Linked DNA regions of Mus musculus: all the other regions are linked to region 2. The links are chromatin contacts, called in public promoter capture Hi-C maps. All regions are on one chromosome and are shown on one strand. Each heading gives the region's core, a stretch centred on a gene start, on an enhancer-like site or on the middle of the called end of the contact. The rest is flanking DNA. Distances are from core to core; before and after follow the strand shown. Region 1 overlaps Gm35135 (predicted gene, 35135). Region 2 holds the start of Gpr33 (G protein-coupled receptor 33). Region 3 has its middle 42 kb from the start of Gm40423.

The links. Promoter capture Hi-C pulls out the DNA fragments that hold promoters and counts their contacts.
Region 1: a promoter capture Hi-C map of liver shows a contact between it and region 2, with 4 times the contacts expected there. The contact joins the enhancer-like site here to the promoter of Gpr33 in region 2. A contact is called at or near these places in 15 of 39 promoter capture datasets (the 3T3-L1 cell line, the C10 cell line, cranial neural crest and 8 more), 6 of 484 Hi-C or Micro-C datasets (the Ba/F3 cell line, bone marrow-derived macrophages, cerebellum and 2 more), 5 of 115 datasets of contacts at active chromatin or transcription factors (CD8 T cells, bone marrow-derived dendritic cells, embryonic basal ganglia and 2 more) and 2 of 9 other capture datasets (adipose tissue and macrophages).
Region 3: a promoter capture Hi-C map of liver shows a contact between it and region 2, with 2.5 times the contacts expected there. The contact joins the enhancer-like site here to the promoter of Gpr33 in region 2. A contact is called at or near these places in 18 of 39 promoter capture datasets (the 3T3-L1 cell line, 3T3-L1-derived adipocytes, the HPC-7 cell line and 10 more), 1 of 15 datasets of contacts at CTCF or cohesin (the NIH/3T3 cell line), 2 of 484 Hi-C or Micro-C datasets (embryonic fibroblasts and liver) and 3 of 9 other capture datasets (adipose tissue, macrophages and pancreatic islet).

What each region holds. Positions count from the first base shown.
Region 1 is chr12:52,471,913-52,476,300 of GRCm38.p6, forward strand. It overlaps Gm35135 (predicted gene, 35135), which reads right to left. Exons shown (of 3, transcript NR_136881.1): 3 at 3,827-4,388. Among named protein-coding and RNA genes, the nearest start is that of Gm35135, 6.5 kb to the right of the region's middle. Within about 2 kb of position 2,794, at least 34 of the 459 cell types and tissues checked have an H3K27ac peak or open chromatin away from gene starts, as enhancers often do. A contact at or near this core is called in hippocampal neurons and liver, where this site is marked.
Region 2 is chr12:52,025,849-52,029,842 of GRCm38.p6, forward strand. It overlaps Gpr33 (G protein-coupled receptor 33), which reads right to left and starts at 2,215. Exons shown (of 2, transcript NM_008159.2): 1 at 2,086-2,215.
Region 3 is chr12:52,317,194-52,321,329 of GRCm38.p6, forward strand. No RefSeq gene overlaps it. Among named protein-coding and RNA genes, the nearest start is that of Gm40423, 42 kb to the right of the region's middle. Within about 2 kb of position 2,053, at least 8 of the 459 cell types and tissues checked have an H3K27ac peak or open chromatin away from gene starts, as enhancers often do. A contact at or near this core is called in liver, where this site is marked.

The DNA.
Region 1 (4,388 bases), core at 1,544-4,043, 450 kb after region 2:
TCAGTCAGCTTTGGGCCAGGCTTATTAAGTCAGAACTAGACCAGAGAAACAACAGAGTAGGCGTTAGTCAATCAACCCAGCTTTTAAAGTGAGGACTGCCTTGCTGAAACTCTTACAGAGAATAAAGGGAGGGAGAACCCACGAGTGGAGCAAGTCTGGAATCTAGAGGCCTCTGAAAAGCACTTGCACTCTTGACCAGGTCTATGAACTCACATGAACAGATAGAAACAAAATGACTTTCTTTTCTTCTAAAAAAAAACCAAAAAACAAAAAACAAAAGCAATGCAGGCTGTCTTAGATAGAAGACTGTCTTGAAAGCAGCTAGGAGGATGGTCTGAAAGCCCACCCCCTACAGTGACGCACTTCCTCCAACAAGGCCACACCTCCCAACAGTGCCACTCCCTATGGGTCCTATTCAAACCACCACACAGGCTAATCCGGGATTATTTTAAAATCTCAGAAAGAGACTGGGAAGCAGATTTAGTCTGCTGAAATACACATTAAGGCGATGATTGATGTTCATATGTTGGTATACACCGTTCCAGTTTTCTCTGTTTTTATCCGTGTGTGCCAGCTCACTCTTTATATGTACATCAGGGACCTAGAGAACTTTCATACTTTGGGGTTGTTACTTTGACACACAGTTACTTTGTTGTCAAAATTGACATTCATGGCTTTATCTTCAGCCCCTCTCCAAGGTCTTAGTCCCAGCCCCAACAGTGGGTCCACCAACATTTTTTTCCACCACAACCAACAGGGTTCCATTGCTCCTCACACCAACTAGTACTTTATCTGTGCTTTAAACTTCTGTAATGAGTATGTAGCTGTATGTAAGTATAGTTTTAATAAGCATTACCCTAATAACTAATGTTGTTGTTACCCTCCATTTATCTTTAATCAGAGAACATTTTACTTATTTTCTATTCATCTGCATTTTTATTGTCTACTGTTGTGTGTTTGCTAAGACCTTCAGTAGGATGCTAAGTGGAGTGGTGAGAACAGACTTCCTTATCATATTCTTGCTTATAGGGAGAAAAAAGTCTTTTCTTTCAGCATTTAATATGATTCTAGCTCAAGGTCTAGTGTAGGTGCTCTTTATTGCCTAGAGACATTTTATTTATTCATTCATTTATTCATTTATTGGTTACTGAAAGCATTGTGCATAAATATTGAGATGAGCATATCTATCGATAGATTTTTCAGTATTCAGCCAGTCTAGTATTCCTAGGATAAATCTTTGTCATGATATGCTATCTTATTATATGTGTTGTATTTGATTTGTTGTGTGTACTTAAAGAAGATAATATAGTAATTTATATATACACTGATTGGCAATTTTTTCAAAATTCATATTTTCTTAAATCTAGAAGAAATAGATGTTTATAATAAAAGCTTGTGAAGCTGGAAAGATGGCTGTGTGGTTAAGAGCACTTGCTGTTCTTCCAGAGGACCTAAGCTTACAAACACCTATATTGGGCAACTCATAACTACCTGTATCTCTAGTTCTAGGGTATCTAACAAACTCTTCTGACCCTCATAGGAACACACACACACACATACACACACACACACACACACACTTCAGCATATTTGCCTTTCTCTTTTCTATGTTTCTTTTGCTGTAGGAGTAGACAGTTATATGTATTTTATTTCAAGTTCAGTAGATTCAAAATCTGGGCTGAGAAATGAGAAATTTCCAGCCCACACAAACCAACTGTTCTAATTAGCTGATAAACCCTGAAAAAAAAATTTGCATCTTTAGCAGAATATGAAGGGGAAACTGCTCTATGTTTAAAAGCCATTATCAGTGACAAAGGTCAAGGGAAAGGAGGAATGCAGGTACTAGGTTCCTAGAAGTTTCGACTGCTGTGTCTCATAACAGTCTTTACCCTACAACAGTGCATTGACATTTTTAAAAAACGTTCTTTCATTAACAAAAATTTCTGGCGCTAGAGAGAGCATCGGCCATCTTTTAAGTTTTATTTTCTAAGACATTTTAATTTTGAGATATGTCTTCCCTAAACAAGTGAGCCCTTTCATTTTTTAATTAAAAAAAAAAAGATGATAAAAGTTAAAGCATTCCCTATTCCAGAAACATGAATAGTTTTTAGGTACCCTCTTCAGACTTATTTTCAGAACTTTAAAAGTCTGGACACCCCCTCCCCCAGTTTTGCTTTAGGAGACTCCAGCTGGTTACTCCTCACATCCTCATGAAGGCACGCCCTGTTTTATATGTGGGACAGAGCTCAAGATAATGGCTAGTCTTACCCGAGGCCTCATGGCTACTAAACATTTTTTTTTTTTTTTCTGAGACTTTGTTTGCTCATTTGTTTGGGTTTTTATCTAGACGGAGCGGGGAGGCGTGGAAGGGGGAGGGGGCGGGAGCTCCTCCGGTCCCTGCCCTGAGTTAATATGATTCTAGGTCTCTCAAACATTTGTATGAGAGGATGAACTTGGATGTTTGTGTTGTTTCTCCTGCTTTATACTCTCCTCGCATAGACCACAGCTGAGAGTTTTAGAGAAAAGGCGCTTTGGGCAAGTGCAAAGTGGTATTGTCGAGTTGCTACTGGAGCTGACTGTGAGGGCCAAGAAAATAGGACAGAGAAAAAAGGAAGTAAAATAAGTCCCAGTGAAACCTTCTCGCTCAGAGGAAGGAAAGCAAACACTGAAATATTGCTTTTTCCTGGCTGTCTATTAAAGGAGAAATTTGCCTACTGTGCTGGAAGAGTCTTTTATCCATCGTTTGGTTGCTGTGAAGCATCCAGCCTGAGGTTTGTTTTTGTATGCACACGGGCTCATTCTGTTACTCACAGTGAACGCCACTGACAGTGTGTGTAGAACAGTTTCAACATCTCTCTGACTAGAAACGATGTCGCTTTGCTTTCATCGGTCAATAATTTGAACCAGAGCCAGTTCTCAGAAACAGTGCAATCAAGATGTTTTCTGCCAAATCGATCTATATTTGTGAAATATCTAAGGTTGTTGTTTGCATGATGGTCTTGTTTTATTTGAATAATGGACTGACTTGTCTAAAATAAAGTGCTTCTTGAGCATTTTGTGGAACTTAACATAGTTTTGTTACTTTTAAAGTTTATGTCAAAGGTACTGTAAATTAATAAACTAATATAAAACCTTTGAGTTTAGCAGTATAGAATTGTAATGATATATTATGCAAGGCAGTACCCCAACATTCTATTTTCATAAGTCCAAGGTCATCGGTCTAAATTACAATTATACAATTTCTGTTATTTTTACTAGTGATTGGTATAATTTGACTAATTATTGCCAAAACAATAGAAGTTGGCTCTGACTCAAGCTGCAACAAATGGTTTTCTATGGGAGATGAACAAGGAAACAGTGGCTTTTTTTCCTCTTGTCACTCAGTGAGGCACTGTGATTAATCATAAATATTGGATGGGGGAGTGGGCATATAGAGAGCTTTCTTTATTTTCCAAGATCTTCTTACTTGGTTGGGATAGAAGGCAACCCTCCAGAGAGAGATAAATGAGTGTGTTTAGAGAAACATCACTTTGACTGACTAATTGGAAGGATGGTGGAAGAAAATCCCACAGGAAATGGCCTGGAGCCTATGACTTTTAGAGTCAATGCTTTTCTTAGGCAGAGCAAACATTCTTTTTAATGGCATAAAAATCCATTTAAATTGAAAGTGCCATCTGCCAAACCTTCTAATCGGACCACAGGTTCAGGAGTAACCATTATCCAATAAGGAAATAATAAAATGTTTTATGAAATATAGGATGGACTTGTAGACAGTAAGAATGTGATTATTAGTGGGGATAATTTTGAAAACACACTTGTATTTTTAGGAATTTTAGACATCACATGGTTTATTAAAAATCTTTTTAGCCTTCCCAGGGTTTCCCAGAAACTTCTTTGACTGTTTTTGCCTTAAGATTCAAATAAACTGAAAGTAAGAGATCTTGGTCATTGTCACTGTGCCAAGGTATGAGATATGTATGAGAGCAGGTAATACAAAATCGCAGTGCCCCATAAGGCGTTCAGGAGAACAGGTTCCTCCAGCTGGCTGTGCCCTTAAGATGCTTGGATTTGCATGAGAGTTTCTGGGAGTCCTCAGTATCTCTACTGGGACTCAAACCCCTTGGCCCCTAGGCACAAGAGATGAGTGTCCACAGCTAACAAGTCCATTCTGGGCCAAGCGTTCCAGCTCCAGATGGTGATGTTTCTTGCAGCCACATCAAGGCAGAGATGCGAACACAAATTCTGTCTTACGACCACCTCTCGTAAATTCTACGCAGAGCTTTCCCATCCCCCTAGGCAGTTCACAGTCTGTTAGGCAGTGAGTCATGCAACAGCAATTGTCTTCTGTGAGGCTGGCCCTTTGGGGTGCAGGCTCTGTAAGCCCAAGT
Region 2 (3,994 bases), core at 965-3,464:
CTTTTGTAGAAAAATACTTTAGTGGTCTGTATTAGGAAGAATGAACAGTGATGCTATGTATAAGCAACGGTGAGTGTAAAAGCAGCACTCATGAAGAGGTTGTGCGAAGGTCCTGGGACCTTAAGAGGTAGGAAGAGGGAGGGTGATAGACACAGGAAAAGCCAGGAGCCTTGCAGATGTCCAGTAGAGAAGAAAGGGTGGAGGCAGAGAGCTCTGAGGATGTCAGCAAGGGCTTTTCTAACACTTATTTACAGCCCACTTGCTGTGCCTGTGTGTGTAGAATACTCTGTCCTGTTAACCTACAATTAGCATGGGTTGGTGACTCCACTGGGCAACAAAGGAAAAGAGCTTGGGTTCCCTACTTGAGGGGAGATGGGGAGAAAAGACTGGTGGCAACTGAAATGTAAAGAACAGGTTGGCAGGAAGTGTGTAGATACTGGGGCTTGAGTGGATAGGAGAAACGAATCCCTGGAGACTTTCTCAGTCTCTCTCTCTCTCTCTCTCTCTCTCTCTCTCTCTCTCTCTCTCTCTCTGTCTCTCTCTCTCTGTGTCTGTCTCTCTCTCAGTCTCTCCCTCTCTCCCTCTGTCTCTCTCTGTTTCTCTGTCTCTGTCTCTCTCAGTCTCTCTCTCAGTCTCTCTCTCTGTCTCTCTCTCTGTCTCTCTCTCTCTCAGTGTGTGTATAATACCTGTAGTCTGTGCATCTGTGGTGCATTTGTGTGTATGCAGGTGCATATATAGTAAGCATTTCACTGTGGGGTGTATTTTTATCCATAGATTATATATCTAAAGTTCTGTGTGTGCCCATGTAAGTCTGTGTATGTCATCTGTAGTGTATTTGTGAAGTGTGTGTGTATGTGTGTGTATGTATATTATGCATTGCTTAAGTGTATATCTGTTCTTGTGTGTCCATATGTGCAAGTGGTACATGTGTGGTGTTGGTGTGTCTGTGTTGTGTGTGTTTGATATCTCTCAGTGTATATGCATATAGAAAGCTGAGTTTCTGGATGCTTTATTTGTTGACTTGTGAGGCTGAACTCTAGTGTCTGAAGTTAATATAAACTTAAACAGAATAAAAACTTTGTTCTGTAATTAGAATTGGTGGCTTTGCATTTTACATAAGGTTCTTGGAAGCATTAATGTATTGAATATACTATGAAAATTCGTCATGATTTTTAGCATGAAAGGTATACTACTACCAGGCATGGTGGCACATGCCTTTAACCCCAGCACTTGGGAGACAGAGACAGGTAGATCTCTGAGTTTTGAGGCCAGACTGGAACAGAGTGAGTTCCAGAATAGCCATGAATACACAGAAAAACCTTGTCTTGAAAAACTTAAAAAAAACAACAACGTGTATTAGTATTGTGTGTATGTGATGAATATGTGTGGATAAAGACCCACTGTGTGATGCAGAAGTTAAGAGAAGTTCTTCATTCTTGAACACCTTTTAAGATGGCTTGAAGCACTGGAGTATAATTTTGAGTCTACTCTACTAGCTCTGTGACCTCTTTAACCCCTTAGAGTTTTTATGAAGACTGAATGGGGCAGTGAACTTAGTGCCTAAAATGGCTGATGACAGTTTTTAGGTTTTTTTGTTTGTTTGTTTATTTGTTTTGTTTTGTTTTTTAGTTTTTTTGAGATAACATTTCTCTCTGTAGCCCTGGCTGTCCTGGAATTTACTTTGTAGTCTGGCCTCAAACTCAGAGGTCTGCTTGCTTCTGCCTTTCAGGTACTGGGATTAAAGGTGCATGCCACCACCACAGGCCTAATATTTGTTATTTAAACGTGCCATTTTGCTCAACTTGTTAGAGTAAAACCAATCAAATCCTCATTTAACCCTTTTAAAGCTACAGACTCTATTTCTCTCTTTCCGGAAGCACTTGTACGGAACCTCTGAGAGTCTATCTTCTCTAGCTACACTCTCAGATCTTCTTCTCTTGATGCATTGGTAGCTTTGGCTGGAGCAGCTTCTAGAGCCTCCAGAGCTTCCAGAGACACTGAGCTGCGTCTGGAGGAAAGCCTCAGGAGCCTCAGACTAGCTGATCTTTAGGAAGCTGAGAATCCTGCTGGGCCCAGGGGTCTTACCTCAGAGCTGTGTCTTCATGCCAAGTAGTCTGAGATGCCACAGTGTCCAACAGTCTTCTCTCTGGGGGAAGGGGCAGCAACTGGAGATTCTGCCTTTATTTTGTTCCTCTCATCCCTTTCTGGTGGATGCTGCTCTTTAGTCTTGCCTTTGACAAGTTCACAGAGTCTTTCAACTCCTCCGGTTTCTTTTCTGTAGAACATACTGCTGTGGAGGTGGAGTCCAAGACAGAAGTACTTCTCCAAACCATTTCTCGATTTCAAAATGAGAGTCAAAAAATTCTGTGAACAATCATTTCAGTTAAGGTTAATAGGATAATGTCAGGTGTTAAGACACTGGTTTCAATTCCATCCTCAGGTCTGTTCATCCCACCAGGCAGGTTTGATTTTGGAGATTTCATTGGCTTATGGGCCATCAACGGTAGATACACAGCAAGACGGTAGGCACGAGCCCTGGGTGTTATAGAATCTGGAACTTAACTATCTGATCTCGCTGGAAAGAAAATTGTTAAAGAGAAAAACTTAAACTCTGGTTCTCACACTAAGCAGAATGAAGGTGACAGGTCAAAGACTGTCGTCGTTCAGTCTGGAAAGAGGAAGAGTGGTAGACAGAATGGTTGCATCTGGACAGTTGTTGGGGGACAGAGCCGAGTCATTATCTTACAGCACGACGGACTCTGTGAACCATTCATTGCTGGTTCACTCCTCTCTCTAGTCCCCCTCCCCCATTTCAGATCCACCTCAGTGCCAGCCTCATGGTCCTTTCTTCTTCCTCTCATCACTGCCAGAGTAGAAAATGCATCAGAAACAGTGTATCTTCAGTGGTGAAAGCTTGGGAGTAAGAGCCACCGTCTATTCTGTCTACTCAGAACTTAATGCTTTCACAGCTAGACTACAGACTTATTTGAAATTGGCTTAAATCTTAGATCTTAATTCATTCCTGTCTGTGACCTTCAACTGAGCTACAGATCTTCTTGGTAGGCTAAGGATGACGTTCAAACTTATTACTACATTTTAGAAAGGACTTCCTCTGGAGGCTTTTGGGTTCATGTATAGATCCATATGTAACGGGGAATTACCGGGTCCAAACCTGCTTGTTCTGAACATTAGTAGACTAAGTCCCAGAGGGGTTAAGCAAATCATGATAGGTTTTTCATTAAACTCCCTTTCCACAGATGAAGGAGTTGAGACCCTTGAAACTCTCTGAGAGCCCATCCTAGATTCTGTTAACAGTTAATAAAGAAGCTGGGGTGAAAATAATGTGCACTAAAAATTCCAATGCACAGCTTGTGGGAATGATAGTGACTGTATAATACAGGGCAGAGGGAGCTGCCACACCCCGTGTAGAAATCCCAATGGTGCCTCTATCTCTATTATAGGGCTATCTGTATCTCTCTGCACATTATCAGAGTCTCAGCCTCTTCATATGTTAACATAAAAAAAAAGAACAGGAATGAGTTGTTTTTGTTGTTGTTTTTTGATTACCCTTGTGGGGATAAAGTGAAATACGTCTAAAAGGCTCAGTACAATGGCAGGCACAGGGCAAGTATTGAATGAATAACAGTTGAGTTGGTACTGGCATTATGTAAGTTGCAACAGAATGCACACTTACAAGTCCACTGGGCTGGAGCAAATGTATCCGAATGCCATAATTCAAGAAATATTTATGAATACTCTAGCCTGCCAGACAGTGTGCAAACTGAGACAAACAAGATAAATAATTCAAAGTAGTTGCCCGAAATGTTTACAGTTGTTGAAGATGCTACCTGAACTGAGTAGTTGAGGGATGTTGGAGAGAGATGTTCCAGGCCTTAGACACAATAGGTATTCAGGCTCCTCAGCAACATCGTCCGTTTCTTCATTTCTTAATCTTTTAAAAATTATATTTTTTATATGCGTGGACGTTTTGCTG
Region 3 (4,136 bases), core at 803-3,302, 290 kb after region 2:
GAACAAGTCACCAGTGAGCATTAAAGAGCTGAGTCACTAACTCAGCACTTACGGGCCACTCTGGTCCCAAACAGCAAAATGCGCGTTATGTTCTTACACAAGCCGAACACTTATCACGGTGGAGAATAACCTCCTATAGCACAATTCTGTTCTCAATTCCAAATTCCCCAGGAGTCAAAAGGAAGAAAGACGTATTCATAAAGCATGCTGAACTGACTAGACATGATCCACCTTCGTGAGGTGCAGAGGGAAATTTATGATACTCTTTATATTTGAAAGGAAGACAGATGTATCAAGGAAGTGAGCTTCTATCTTAGTGACCTAGAGACAGTGCAAATTAAGCCCAAAGCGGGGCGGGGGGGAGGGGGTGAAATGGAGAGGAGAAGCTATAGGGGAAATACTGAGATCAAATGCTGGCATTTTGAAAATATGAACAAAATCAATAAGCTGTAGTCAGATTTATTAAGAAGAGAGAGGACAAAAATCACCCAATCAGAAAAGAGAGGACAAAAATCATCCAATCAGGAACGAGTGAGGCGGTGCCAAAGTCCTACAGTTAATTAAAAACACATTAGGAACTGTTAGCAATTTTACACCCGTAAATCTAGCAACTTGGTGAACTATCCATACCGTGAAAGAAGTGATCAAAGCACTTTCCAGAAATAAATAACCTGACCAGTGTAAGCTACAGAAGTACAACTTCAAACTTCAGGCCTAGATGCCTTCACTGGCAAGCCTTCCCAACAGTAAAGGAAAAAACAGGGCTAGTTCTAGACAAACGATTCAGACAGCAGATAAGAGAGCAGATCCTAGCTCGTTTATGAAGCTGTCATTGACCTGACACTCAAGCCTGTCACAGACAGATTCAGCCAAATACTTCTCATTAATACACACAAATTCTGTAGACAGGACAGGGCCAGAAAGATGGCTCAGCTGGTAAAGTCCTTGCCTCACTAGCCTAACAACCAGGGTTCAATCCCTGGACCCCAAATAAAGGACGGACACCACAGAGTTACCTTTCACCTCTACACTGTGGAATCTCTCCTCCAGTACACGCATTATAAAAAAATTAATAATGATAATGTGATGAGTAAGTATAACAACTGTAATAAACCTTAGCAAAAATCTTTAGTTGATTCCAGAGGGGAATCTCTTCTCCAAATAGAGGCATATGACAGTAATGGTTAATATTAATTTTCAACTAGGATCTAGTTGGGAGATCGGCCTCTAGGCCTGCCTGTGAGAGAGTATCTTCATTCATTTAATTGAAGTGGGAAGGCAGCCCCCTGTGGGTATGCCATTCTCAGTCTGGGCTCCTGGCCTATGGAGGAGGAAAGCGAAGCCGCACGAATAGCAGCACGCATTTATGGCTCTCTGTGCCTCGACTGTGGTGCACTGTGACCGGCTTTTCACACTTCTGAACCTTGACTCTTTCAGCACGATGACTGGTTCCCCTGAACGGGAGCCAAATAACCCCTTTGTCCCCAAGTTACTCTATCATCACAGCAACAGGAAAAGAAACCAAGACAATAAACGAGAGTTTCTTTCATTTTTTTTTAAATGGGAATAGAAGGTTAGCCAATAGTTGAAAGCCAATCCATGCAAACAGCAAATTAAATTAAATAAAAGACCATGTTTATCTCAGTAGATATCACCAAAACATATGATGAAGAATCTTCATTTACAATATAAAAAATATCCTCAGCAATGTAGAAATAGAAGAGTCTCTGGAAATTTATTTTATTTTGAGTGTGTGTGATGTGGAGCAACAACTTATTTTCACATTTATTGCTTTTTTAATTATTTGGACTAAAGTTTCCAGACAGTACCAAGGCTTCATGGTTTATGTCTATAATCTCAGTATTTTGAAAGGTGAGGTAGGAGATTGCCACAAGTTTGAGTCTAGTCTGGGCTACCTAGCACATTCCAGGCCAGTAGGCTTCAGAGTGAGACTCTGCCTTAGAATTTTTTTCCTTAGCATATAGTGACCACAGAACTTCAAACATTTTCCTAATTTAAACAACATTTAAGCCCAGTCACCAGTTTCAGTTTCCTAGAAGAGCTTGAAAGCTTTGTTGAACTCAGATACCCAGCTCCTTAAAAACCGTGGGTCATGACCCCACATGGGGCCACATAACTAACTGTGAGTATTGCGAAACATTGGCAATTGGTAACAGATTCCTGAACATACAATGACCAGAAATTAATTCAAAATCAAGTAGGTAGCGAACCCCTGAGCATCTCGAGCCGTGTTTGCCTGTGCTGCACTGCAGTCTTGGTTCTGAATGGTGTGTGCACTTTGCATTGCATATGCCACTGCCCACACAGAGCCAGAATACGCTGCACAAAACATCATGCCCAGATTCTGGACTGCTATATGCTGAAATTAAAGTGATTTTACTATACATACAAAGGTTTCTGGTCTTAAACATTAATATTTATAAAGAGCAAAGACTTCATTATCATTCCTCAGCATGAATCAAGTTATTATTTCTTTGGATTACATCGTATTAGAATGATTTTTTTTAATTTCTATTTGAGTTGCTGACAAGTTTCATTTTTAAAAAGTTGAATGAATTTTGGCTTGAGATTAAGACAGAATTTCCAGTGGTTTCTGAAAGGGATCGCAACACACACATGCAATTTGTACCACATACTTGTGTCCTGTGTCGTCCTTAGCCCTGACAATTATAAATCAGATATTAATCAACTCTGAAAAATGTTGAAGATGCGTATGGTGGTTTGAATGAGAGACTCTTACAGTCATTTTTGAACGCTTGTTTCTCAGTTGGTGAAACCCTCTGGGAAGGGTTACATGTGGCCTTTTTGGAGGAGGTGTGTCACTTAGGGTAAACTTGAGGTTTCCAAAACCTTTGCCATTATCTCTGCCTCTCTATCTCATTATTGCTGCCTCAAGATGTAAGCTCTCAGCATTGCTTCAGCACCATGCCTGCCTGCTGTAATGCTCCCACCCTGATGGCCATGAACTAACCTTCCACAACTGTAAGCAAGCCCTTGATGAAGTGCTTTCTTTTGTAAGATGCTTTGGTCATGATATATCTTCACACCAGTAGAGCAGTGACTAAGACAATGCCCTATGTCCCAAAGTATCAGATATTCAGCCAATAATTCTTATAAAAATAGATGAATACAGCCACCACCTCATTCATATGTAAATTTACCTTAAAAATCTTTAAATGGTAAAATTATATGTATAGCAAAGAATTGTTTTAAAAACTTGTTTATTATGTGTTCTCAGTAAATGTCTGAGTACTTTTTATTTTAGCCTGTATACCCAGGGTCACATACAAATCTATTCGGTGAAAGGGGATCACACATGGAATGGCTGAGGCAGTCTAGTCTGCATGTTAGTGATGTGTCGGTCTCATTTCTAGCTCTGTGATGTTGTTAGTCATGATTATAACTTTATAGGATTTAAAAGTATCATGCACACAAATCTTTGGACATACCTATTGTAGATTATCTAAACTAGGCTAATTGAGGTGGGAAAACACACCCAAAATATGGATGGTACCATTCCATGGGCTAGAGTCCTCTGGTGAACAGAAGGGAGAGTGCGCTGAGCACAGCCTTCATCTGCCTCTGCATCCAGATGCACTTCGACAAGCTGTCTCGTGTACCTGCCGCCGTTACTTCCTCACTGGATGGACTGTCCCCTTGAACCGTTGGTCAGAATAAATCCTTCCTTGTGTTGCTTTTGCAAGTACTTTGTCTCAGCATCAGGAAAAATAACTAATGTAAACTTACTCATTGAGAAGCACCATTTCCTCACTGAAGATCAAACTGGTGACAGCAGGTAAGTTGGTTAATAAAAAAAAAAGTATTTTGTTTTGTTTGGTGTGTTTGTTTGCTTACTGCAGGGTCTTGGCTGTGTTGCTCTCACTGGCCTCAAACTTCTGATGATCTCATATCAGCCTCCCAGGTGCTGGCATTACAGCCATTGGCTACCACACCCAAGTGAAAAAAAGAATTTTAGAACAAAAGAATACTCTTGTAATTGAAAGGCTAAAAGGAAGGCTTATGGAAGTGTTTGCTGGTGCTTACGGCTTCTAACCATTCATAGGTATCTGAAATTCTCCACTTGGTCTTTGTTTCATGTTACTAAGACCTTTTGC